Linked DNA regions of Mus musculus: regions 2 and 3 are each linked to region 1. The links are chromatin contacts, called in public Hi-C and promoter capture Hi-C maps. All regions are on one chromosome and are shown on one strand. Each heading gives the region's core, a stretch centred on a gene start, on an enhancer-like site or on the middle of the called end of the contact. The rest is flanking DNA. Distances are from core to core; before and after follow the strand shown.

Region 1 (3,082 bases), core at 296-2,795:
GGAGGATAGTCTAGGCGCATTTCTTTTAGAACTGACATATTCTCTGAGATTTCTTTTGGGAACACAGCAGCCAGACTCTGCTGTTAAAGTGGGCTGCGTCTCATGCTGAGAAGCTAGGCCTACTTTTCTCTGAAAACACTGGGCTTGAGGTGCTGAGGTCTGAGCTCTTCATTCGTCAGCCCATGTTCCTCCTCTGCCTCTTCTTACTCCTGTTTATACTTTGCTTTCTCATGCCTCCTGTACAGTCAGGGAAGTTGGTAAGCCATAATATTAATACGTTGTAGCCTTATTTCATCTTTGGTGGCTCCTGGAGGCCATATCCCTCCTTCCCTAAGGGGACCCTCTGTTAGAGTCTTCCATTCATTTCCTCAGGCTTGAGATAGTTCTGCCGGCTTGCCATTCAGCCAGCGAGAGTCGTTGAATGCCACCCGCTCTGTGCTAGGTGCTGGGGATTCTGTAGAGAGTAAGATAGGCACAGGTCCCTTCCCTTACAGTGCTGACAGTCCGGAGGGCAAAAGCAGCATTCAGCAGAGGGTCTAACATGCTAGTGAGTGCTTTAGAGAAAAACCAAGGAGGAGAAGACACCCTTATTTTCTTTACATGTATGTATGTATGTACGTATGTATGTATGTATGTATGTATGTATTTAACTACTGTGTGTGTATGTGTGTGTTTAAGGGGGAGGTCACAAAGTGTGTGCTGTGAGTGTGTAGAGGTCAGAGAACAATATGAATTTCTTTCCTTCTACTACCTGGGTTCTAGGATCTTCCTCAGACTTGAAGGCCAAATGCTGAGCCATCTTACTCCCTCTTTTAATTTGAGTTGGGCATTTAAGGGTGGGAATCCCCGAGGTAGGTTCTTATGGAGACAAAAGGACAGGCAGAGGGAAAGCCACACAGATCTCTGGGAAAGGAGTCTTGGGGTCAGTGCCAAGGTCAGGAGGCAGGATGATATCTGGTCAAGACTGGTCCCCTGGAGCAGAATCAAGAAAGCAGAGACAAGGACAGATGAGAAAAAACAGTAGGAATGAAGGCTTAGAGGAGGAGGGATTGGAGGAGGGCAATCGTGTTTCTTATTTAATTGTACTGGGCTCTCTATTCCTCCCAACAACCACAGAATCTTCACGGGGCAAGAGCACCAGCCCTCACTCCCCTTTCAGTGGACTCTCAGTGGTTGGTTGCAGGGTGGCCTCCGTTTCCCACAAAGGCAATGCTGGGACCTGAACAGCCTGCTGGTACGTGCCTTCCCACCTGGTACCTTCTTTTGGAGAGGCACTTCTAAGTTGAAAGGTGGGTGTTTCTTCTAATTCTAACAGATACTGCAAAATTTCTCCCTTGAAAGGTTGCTGCTGAATTGGGGATCAACTTCTGTTTGTGAGCTCAGCTGCCTGCCTCTGCTTCTAGATTGCTAACTAGCCAGTCTGTGCTGAGGGATGTTCTGAGGGACGGCTCAGAATCCTTCATCTGCGGGAAGGTGTGTGTGGTCTTTCGAAGCATGCTGCTGGGGATGACATGGCTTGTTCATTTTTGGAGCTTGTATTTACTGACTGTGACGTCAGGACAGTGAGGAAGAGGGAAACACAGCTGTTGCCGTGTTGTCTGCATTACGGCTAATGTTCCATGTGCTTAAAATAAGCACAGCAGTGAGGAAGTTCATGGAGACACATTCGCACCTTGTCAGATACTGAATCATGTTCCTGGAGTGTCTTCAGGGTAAGGCTGCCTTGCAGCATCCTGACTGGAGGGCCTGTGAATGCTGAGCGCCTGCTGACTCCTTCCCCACCCCTGGGTGTTGCAGAACCAGCTCTTGTAGACTTTTCATCTGTTTGATGTCCTCCTGTGGCTGTTTTCCATCTGTTGCAGTTCAAACAATGATTAATCTTGCACATGAGTCCTTTCGCACATGCACCAGGTTACGTGTTGGGTCAATTTCTAGGAGATGAGTAGACTAAACTGAAAGTGATTTTCTGGTTATATGCTGATAGACATGACTAAATTGACCTTCAGAGAGGTGTCCCTATTGGCAGCTGGTACAAATGATTATCATCTCCCTACACTACATAAAACTTGGGAGGCCGTCCATCATTATAATGTTTGTCAATCTGATAAGTGAGATGCCTGCTGTGTGTCATTTCATTTTGCATTGGTTCTGTATGTCCTTTTCCAATGTCCCAAGCAATATAGGGGCTGAGGGTATACCTCAGTGGTCGAATGCTTGTTGAGCATGCATGAAGCCTTGGGTTCTACCCTTATATTCCCCAAATAACAACAACAAAACATTTTAAAATCTGTTTCTGTTTTCTAGTGTGAGCTGCCAAGTCTTTGTTATCCCCCCCCTCCCCCCCCGTTAATGTTCTCTTTCTGACTCCTTGAAGAATGGCTTGCTAATGTTAGAGGGGTATTCGACAGTGTGATCATGAACGCTGGCTTGTCTGACAAGAAGTCAGTAGCTAGGAGTGAAAGTCTGGTTGTTTGAGAAAATGAGACCTGGTAAACTGTAGGTCTGAAGTATGCTTCTGTATAGTGTAGACTAATCATCAGAGAGGCTAAAAGCAGACAGAGTAGGGAACTGTTGGCCTCTGGATCCATGTACCTGGGTTTGTCTTTCACAGAGTCTCATTTTTTATGCCTTTACCGGCTTGAGGAAGTGTGAGGAAGCCTGACTGTTTTCTATGAAAATCCTTTTCTTGTTTGATTGGATTCATAATTACACTTTGTTTTCTGGCAACCACTCCTGTTGAGTTAATGGGTTAGGCCAGGTGACACAATGGCTTTAGTGAATGATCCTTAACTTCAGGAACAAAACATGATAAGAGAGTGGATGCCACCTTCTTAACACCATTTATTCTTACTAGAGTAGATGCTCCTGGCGGGGCATTCTTCAAGCATCTAGTGGAGGATGCAGGCTCCTGCTGTCCGGAGATCTGCCCTGTCTAGGTCTCTAGTACACTTAGGGTCCTTGTCTGTAGGAAGGAAAAGAGAGAGGTGGTCTCTCTCTCTCTCTCTCTCTCTCTCTCTCTGTGTGTGTGTGTGTGTATGTGTGTGTGTACAGTCATAGCTCCATAGCCCCCAGGCCAGGACCA
Region 2 (3,082 bases), core at 279-2,778, 180 kb after region 1:
CTGCCATGTACTCGTTGGTCCAGGGACAGAAAACAAGAGTAACTACTTGACAGGAGTATTATGAAGATTAAATTCCCTAATATTTGTAAAGTACTTAGAACAGTAGCTGGCACAGACAAGGTATTATATAATTTGTTTGTTAATCAAATATAGTAAGTTGTAGGTTCCTTGAGAATAGGAAACATGTTGTTTGTTTTATAATTCCCTTTGTCTTATATGGGAGATGGGGGAAGAGAGACCAAGACTTCTGCCTGGCAGTTGCTGACAATCATAGTGCAAAGAAATCTAGTTTTTCCACTATAACCAGTGTTAAGCACAAGGATGTAAGAATACAAGCGTAGTGACAGCAACTGTTTAGTCTGTAAGTCTGTTCCCACAACCTCGCACATGGTAAGGATGCCAAGGCACAGAGGTTTAGCATCCTAGGGAAGATCAAGCATCCAATAATCCTCAGGACTGGGATCCTAGGATGGGCTGTCATTGATTCCTCCTTCTGCTTCATGCACTTTCCACCTATTAATGAGTGGAAGAACCAGACCCAGTGCCACAGGCCTGCTGTCCTAACTATACGAGAGGCTGAGGTAGGGGAATACAAATTCATGGCCAATTTGGACAACTTGGTGAGACCCTGTGTCATAATAAGGAGAATGTTAGAGATGTCACTCAGTGAAAGAGTGCTCCCTTGGGATCATTCTCCTCCCCTTCTCTCTCTCTCTCTCTCTCTCTCTCTCTGTATAAGTGTGTATGTGTGGGTGTAGTGTACATTATGTGTGCGATGTGTATGATGTATATGGTATGTGTGCATGTACATATGGTGTGTATATGTGTGTGTGCGCCAGTTGTGTGTTGTGTATATGGGTGTGTACATGTGTGTATGTGTTGGGTGTGTTGTGTATATGTGTTTTTGTGTATGTGTATGGTCTGTGTGTACAGGTGTGTGAGTATGGTGTGAGTAATGTGTGTATAGTGAATGTGTATGTGGTGTGTATGCATGTGTGTATGTGTAGTCTGTATATATGAATGTATAGAGGGGTGTGTGTGTGTGTGTGTGTGTGTGTGTGTGTGTATGTATGTGTAGATTGGGAGGAGTGAAAGATACAGGATATGTAGGGAAGCAATCAAACCAGGCATTTGTTATATAAAGAAAAGTTTTCATATCAGGTTGAGTAAGAGCCTGAGGTCATAACCACTTATCTAGTGGGGCATTTTCTGTAGTGGACACTTAGGCCAGCTATTTCCTTCTATGACCATGTCCAGATGCCTCCACCTCACCCCTCTGCTGCCATTATTTAATCCCCCCTCAGCCGTTTCCTTCTATGGCAAAGCTAGTTTTATCGTCTTCTCCTTTTGAGTCATTTCCAGGATAAAATGTGGATGCAACTGTGAATAGAAAAGCTACGTCATCCTTTCCTCTTTGATCAGCTTTCATCATAATGGGTCCATTTGGAAGGTTTCATAGGGACAGACACAATGCTCCTCCACTGGACTCCATCAGCCACTGAATGATCAAGGTGCCAGGGAAAAAAAACTAGAGTGAGGCTAGCTGGTTTCCATGGCAACTGCTTGCTCAACCCTGCATGCATGCTTCCTTCTTTGCACGTAGGTGTGTGTTTGTTTATTATTGGCGCAATCTGCCAGTGCCCCAGCAACTATGTAGGTGCCATCTCTACTTCCACCTCTGGGATCAGTCTCAGTTTTGAGCTAGACCCACAGCCCCCCCCCCCCCCCAGTTTTGAGCTAGACTACCCACCTCCCCAGGTGGTGGTGGAGGCACAAGTTCTGTTTGGCTAGAAAATATTCTCCCTCCGTTAGATCCCATTTCATCTGTCAGCGCAGTGGTGGTGATCTCAAGGGTGCTGGAGATGCCGTTTTAGAACCTTTAGAGTCAGACATCATCTTGGCTCCTGCATTGAGTCACAAACTGGCTGGAGAGCTGATACTGACGCACAGGTCTGCACAGTCATGTGTGCGTTGCTGTTCTCTGGGGATGTCCATGAGCTGACCATAGACAGGAACCAGAGAAACCTGGGTTACTCTCCCAGGGTGACTCTGAGCATCTGAGGAATGGTGGTCTAAATTAAGATGACCTGGACCTAGGAAATTTAGCATGACTGTGAAATAGCACATATCTGATTTGATATGGGTTTTTTCTTAAAATGATCACATTTAAGTTAGGTTAGTTAGGTAAACCATATTATTATAATTTTTTTCTTTTTCTTTTTAAATTATTAAAAATATCTTTTATTCTTTAATAATTTCATACATGTATGCAATATATCTGGATCATACCCATTCCAACTCTTCCCTTGTATCTCTGAATGTCCTTTTTCTATCTTCATGTTATCTTCTCTTCTGTTTGATTTATTTATTTTTTAACTAGCATGCTTAGTCTAGTTTCTTTTTATTTTTAAAAGATGTGTGTCTCTTAGGTAGATGGAGTAATGATTAGAGCAATGAACTATATGATTTTAATGACATTTTATGCATATCCTACCTCAGGGAAATATACATGTATATAAACATGTACATATATATGCACATACATGTATGTACATATATATTATAAAATATATAAAAGTCTCTCAGGAAAGGAACCACCTCTTCCAGTCTGCCTTTAGAAGCCTGGATAACATGTCTAGAAGCCTCCAGCATACCTTGACATATAGCTCACCAGCAGAACTGGGTCACCAGCTTGGTCCTTAGTCCATTTCTGACAAATAAAAAGGGGCACTGAGGTAGACTTGAGTAACTGAGGTTTACCTAGGACCCTTTCCTCCATCACTTGCATCCCTGAACAAAGTCAGTGTGCTAGGAAGAAGGAAGCTGGGGAGTAGATCTACCAGAAGCAGATACCAATATGCCCTATAGCAGTAGTTCTCAACCTGTGGGCCGCCACCCCTTTGGTGTGATATTCAGATATCCTGAATATCAGATTTTATATCACAATTCATAATAGTGGCCAAATTACAGTTATGAAGTAGCAACAAATAATTTTATAGTTGGGGGGTCACTATAACATGAACTGTCTTAAAGGATCATAGCATTAGGAAGGTTGCGAACCACTGTCCTATAGGAAAATCCA
Region 3 (3,082 bases), core at 315-2,814, 160 kb after region 1:
GAGGTGACAAAGAGCAGATACTCAGAATTCTTTGTAGCCATTCATCCAAAGTTTAGATTTCTTGGGGTTGTTGTTGTTATTTTTGTTTTATTTTGTTTTATTTGCTTGGGCTCTGTGGTCCAAGCTGACTTTAAACTTGTGGATGATCCTCTTGCTGCAGCCTCCTGAGAGTACAGGTGTGGGTCACCATGCCCAATTTCCTTCATATTTACTATGCTAGCTTTGTGTTTAGGACTGTGTCAGGTACAGCAGTGTTGCAGCAGGGGATGTAAATGAAATAAATTAGTGAATTATGGACTGTAGATAGAGGGTTCAAGAGCTATGGAGAACAGTGAAACAAAACAGTGACATTGGGAGAAGAGAGTTAATGTTTTTCAGAGGGTAGTGGTTGAGACACTGAGAGTGCCTGGGTGAAAAACATAAGGAAACAGAGGCAGAAGCAAGCCTTGAGTACCAAAGGATGAGAGCACCCTAGATTCGGCACTGTGTGCAAATGTGTACCAGCTTCACACGGGCTCTGGATATCTGAAGGCTCTGTACTTTAAGCATATTTCAAGTCTGCAAGGGGAAACTTATTGCCTCTTGTAACTCAAAGAACCGGACTTTAGACACCGCTGGATGAAGGCATTCAGATGATGACATTAGTGATCCATGTTGTCTTCCTTTCAGGGAAGGGTTCAGTTTCCCTGACTGTTCCAGCAAGTGGACCATACTTAAGTCTTATTGGCTTGGCAGAGGTCATCTGACTCTCCCTAGTCCAAGCACTAAGGGATAGAATGAATGACCTATCTGTCTGCATCATTGCTAGATCATCGAGAGGCCATCCTGAGTCCCTTTGGAATGGCATAGATGCCGAGGGAAAGGTGGGGCATTAGTAAATGGAGGAAGGCTGGCACTAGGAAGGCAGGGTGACTCGTGCAGAGACTTTGTGAGGATTGTGACTTAGCTTCTCTGTGACCTGAGGCAGGCATGTGAAGTGGTCAAAGAACAGTGCAGCCTCCTGTCTGTCCCAAGGCCGTTCTAAATGGAAATTTACGAAAGGATTCTTCGGGAGCCACAGCACGCACGTGGAGGTCAGAGACCAGTTGGGTGTCAGTCTTCTCTGTCCACCTCGTTTGAGCTAGAACCTCTCTTTGGCTGGTCTCTGTTGTGTATGCTACCAGGCTAGTTGACCTGTGAGCTTCCAGGGATCTGGAGATCCTGCCGTCTCAGTGCTCCATCTTTCTGTGGGAGTGCTGAAGTTAAGATGTACTCTACCATGCCCAGCTTGTCCTAGGTTTGGAGGACTTAGTCTTATGTTCTTGCACATGCATGGAAAGTGCTTTACCCATTAAGCAATCTCCACAGCTTGGTTTTTAAAAAATAAAATCCTTAGGGATCTCTCCTTCCCCACCTCTGTATCTTTATGCCACATTCCCTCATCTGGGAAACCCTTTGGGTTTGGATTCTTTATGGGTAAGGATCTGATTTAAATCCAGCTGTTTCCTATGTCTCAACTCTGGTTCTCTCTGTTGCCAGGAGGCCCAGAAGATAAACAATGGCTCCAGCCAGGCAGATGGTACTCTCAAGCCAGTGGACGAAAAAGAGGAGGTGGTGGCAGCCGAGGTCGGCTGGATGACATCTGTGAAGGACTGGGCAGGGGTGATGATATCCGCCCAGACACTGACTGGCAGAGTCCTGGTGAGTCCCTGGCCCCTCCTATATGAGGTGGTCTTGTATCTGCAAAGGGGGTTTGCTTGTGAGAGGTGATGATGCTCTGATTTTTCTCCAGGTCACCTGGGGTGAGTGGCCAGTGCTCCACGGAGCTCTCAGATCAGCATGGTTATCTTCACACATATCTAAGCCTGCAGTGTAGGGCCATCTGCAGACAGTAGGCCAGCATTGTGCACTCACAACCTGCTTGCAGGTTACACCGAACTTTCTCAGTCAGTAAAACAGATGTACACATGTGGGCACAAAATCTCTCATGCACACACCATACCTGTATGATCTCAGGATAAAGAGTGGGGTATAGCAACATAAACCAAAACCATGCCCAAAGTTTGTCAGTCCAGGGCTCAAAAGTCTACCTATACCACTTATGAGAGAGAGAGACAGAGACACAGAGACACAGAGGCACAGAGAGAGACAGGGACACAGAGACAGAGACTCAGAGATAGAGTGACACAGATACACATAGACACACATAGACAGAGACAGAGAGACAGAAACAGAGAAACAGACACAGAAACACATAAAGAAAGAGAGAGGGAGAGGAAGAGAGGAGAATATATGTGTGCGTTTAGGCACACGCTCATGTGTGTGTTGGTTTATACAAGTTCCTACTGCTGTCCTCTAGTGACTTGAAGAACTTGCTTGGGTTCATTGTCCTATTCTGTAGTGTGTGAGCGAGCTCCTGAACAGCTTCTGGTGTGCATGTGTGTATGTATTGGGGGTGGGATACAGTGTGTATGTGTGATGTATGTGTGTATTGGGGTACAATGTGTATGTGCAAGGTGTGTGTGTGTGTATGTATGTGTGGGGTATAGGTGTGTGTGTGTGTGTGTGTGTGTGTGTGTGTGTGTGGTATAGTGTATCTTTGTGTAGGGGATATGTTGTATGTGTGTATAGTATAGTGTATGTTTGTGTGTGTGTGTGTGTGCGCGTGTGCGTGTGTGTGTGTGTGTGTGTGTGTGTGTGTGTGTGTGTGTGTGTGTGTGTATGCATGCTGTGTTCTTATATTTCTTAGGTGCCCTGTTTCTGATTCTGTCACTTAGGCCCTCCACAGTTAGGGTTCACACAGGCACACCTTGCCTCTCTTATCTACTTATAGCAAACTTGGCCTCACCAGTTTGCCTTGTGAGCCCCTGTTTTGGGTTAAGAATCGTGACTAAGGCAGGCTTGCTGGGGCCAAAGGGCTACTGAGGTTATCAGTGTTTCAGTGCAAAGAATGGAGAAGAAATGGGCAGGTGGGGATGTCACTTATCCCTGCCAGGCCCATGACCTAGCCTAGGTGGCTTCCTTTCCTATTTCAGCCCTGGTTGGTGGCTTCCTTGGGTTTTCTCTGGGTCAGGAGTTTCCCGCTGATGCAGCCAGGTAACTT

What was found. Hi-C and Micro-C count contacts between places; a contact is called where the count stands out from the background. Capture Hi-C pulls out chosen DNA fragments and counts their contacts.
Region 2: a Hi-C map of cortical neurons shows a contact between it and region 1, with 2.6 times the contacts expected there. The contact joins two enhancer-like sites. A contact is called at or near these places in 4 of 484 Hi-C or Micro-C datasets (cerebral cortex, cortical neurons, embryonic fibroblasts and 1 more).
Region 3: a promoter capture Hi-C map of pancreatic islet shows a contact between it and region 1. The contact joins two enhancer-like sites. A contact is called at or near these places in 2 of 484 Hi-C or Micro-C datasets (embryonic fibroblasts and nephron progenitors) and 2 of 9 other capture datasets (liver and pancreatic islet).

The regions. Positions count from the first base shown.
Region 1 is chr14:23,965,179-23,968,260 of GRCm38.p6, reverse strand. All of the region lies in intron 1 of Kcnma1 (potassium large conductance calcium-activated channel, subfamily M, alpha member 1), which reads left to right. Among named protein-coding and RNA genes, the nearest start is that of Kcnma1, 37 kb to the left of the region's middle. Within about 2 kb of position 1,545, at least 20 of the 459 cell types and tissues checked have an H3K27ac peak or open chromatin away from gene starts, as enhancers often do. A contact at or near this core is called in cerebral cortex, cortical neurons and pancreatic islet, where this site is marked.
Region 2 is chr14:23,781,882-23,784,963 of GRCm38.p6, reverse strand. The region is part of intron 2 of Kcnma1 (potassium large conductance calcium-activated channel, subfamily M, alpha member 1); the gene reads left to right. Among named protein-coding and RNA genes, the nearest start is that of Gm51422, 130 kb to the right of the region's middle. Within about 2 kb of position 1,528, at least 14 of the 459 cell types and tissues checked have an H3K27ac peak or open chromatin away from gene starts, as enhancers often do. A contact at or near this core is called in cerebral cortex and cortical neurons, where this site is marked.
Region 3 is chr14:23,801,738-23,804,819 of GRCm38.p6, reverse strand. It overlaps Kcnma1 (potassium large conductance calcium-activated channel, subfamily M, alpha member 1), which reads left to right. Exons shown (of 28, transcript NM_001253364.1): 2 at 1,519-1,680. Among named protein-coding and RNA genes, the nearest start is that of Gm51422, 150 kb to the right of the region's middle. Within about 2 kb of position 1,564, at least 4 of the 459 cell types and tissues checked have an H3K27ac peak or open chromatin away from gene starts, as enhancers often do. A contact at or near this core is called in pancreatic islet, where this site is marked.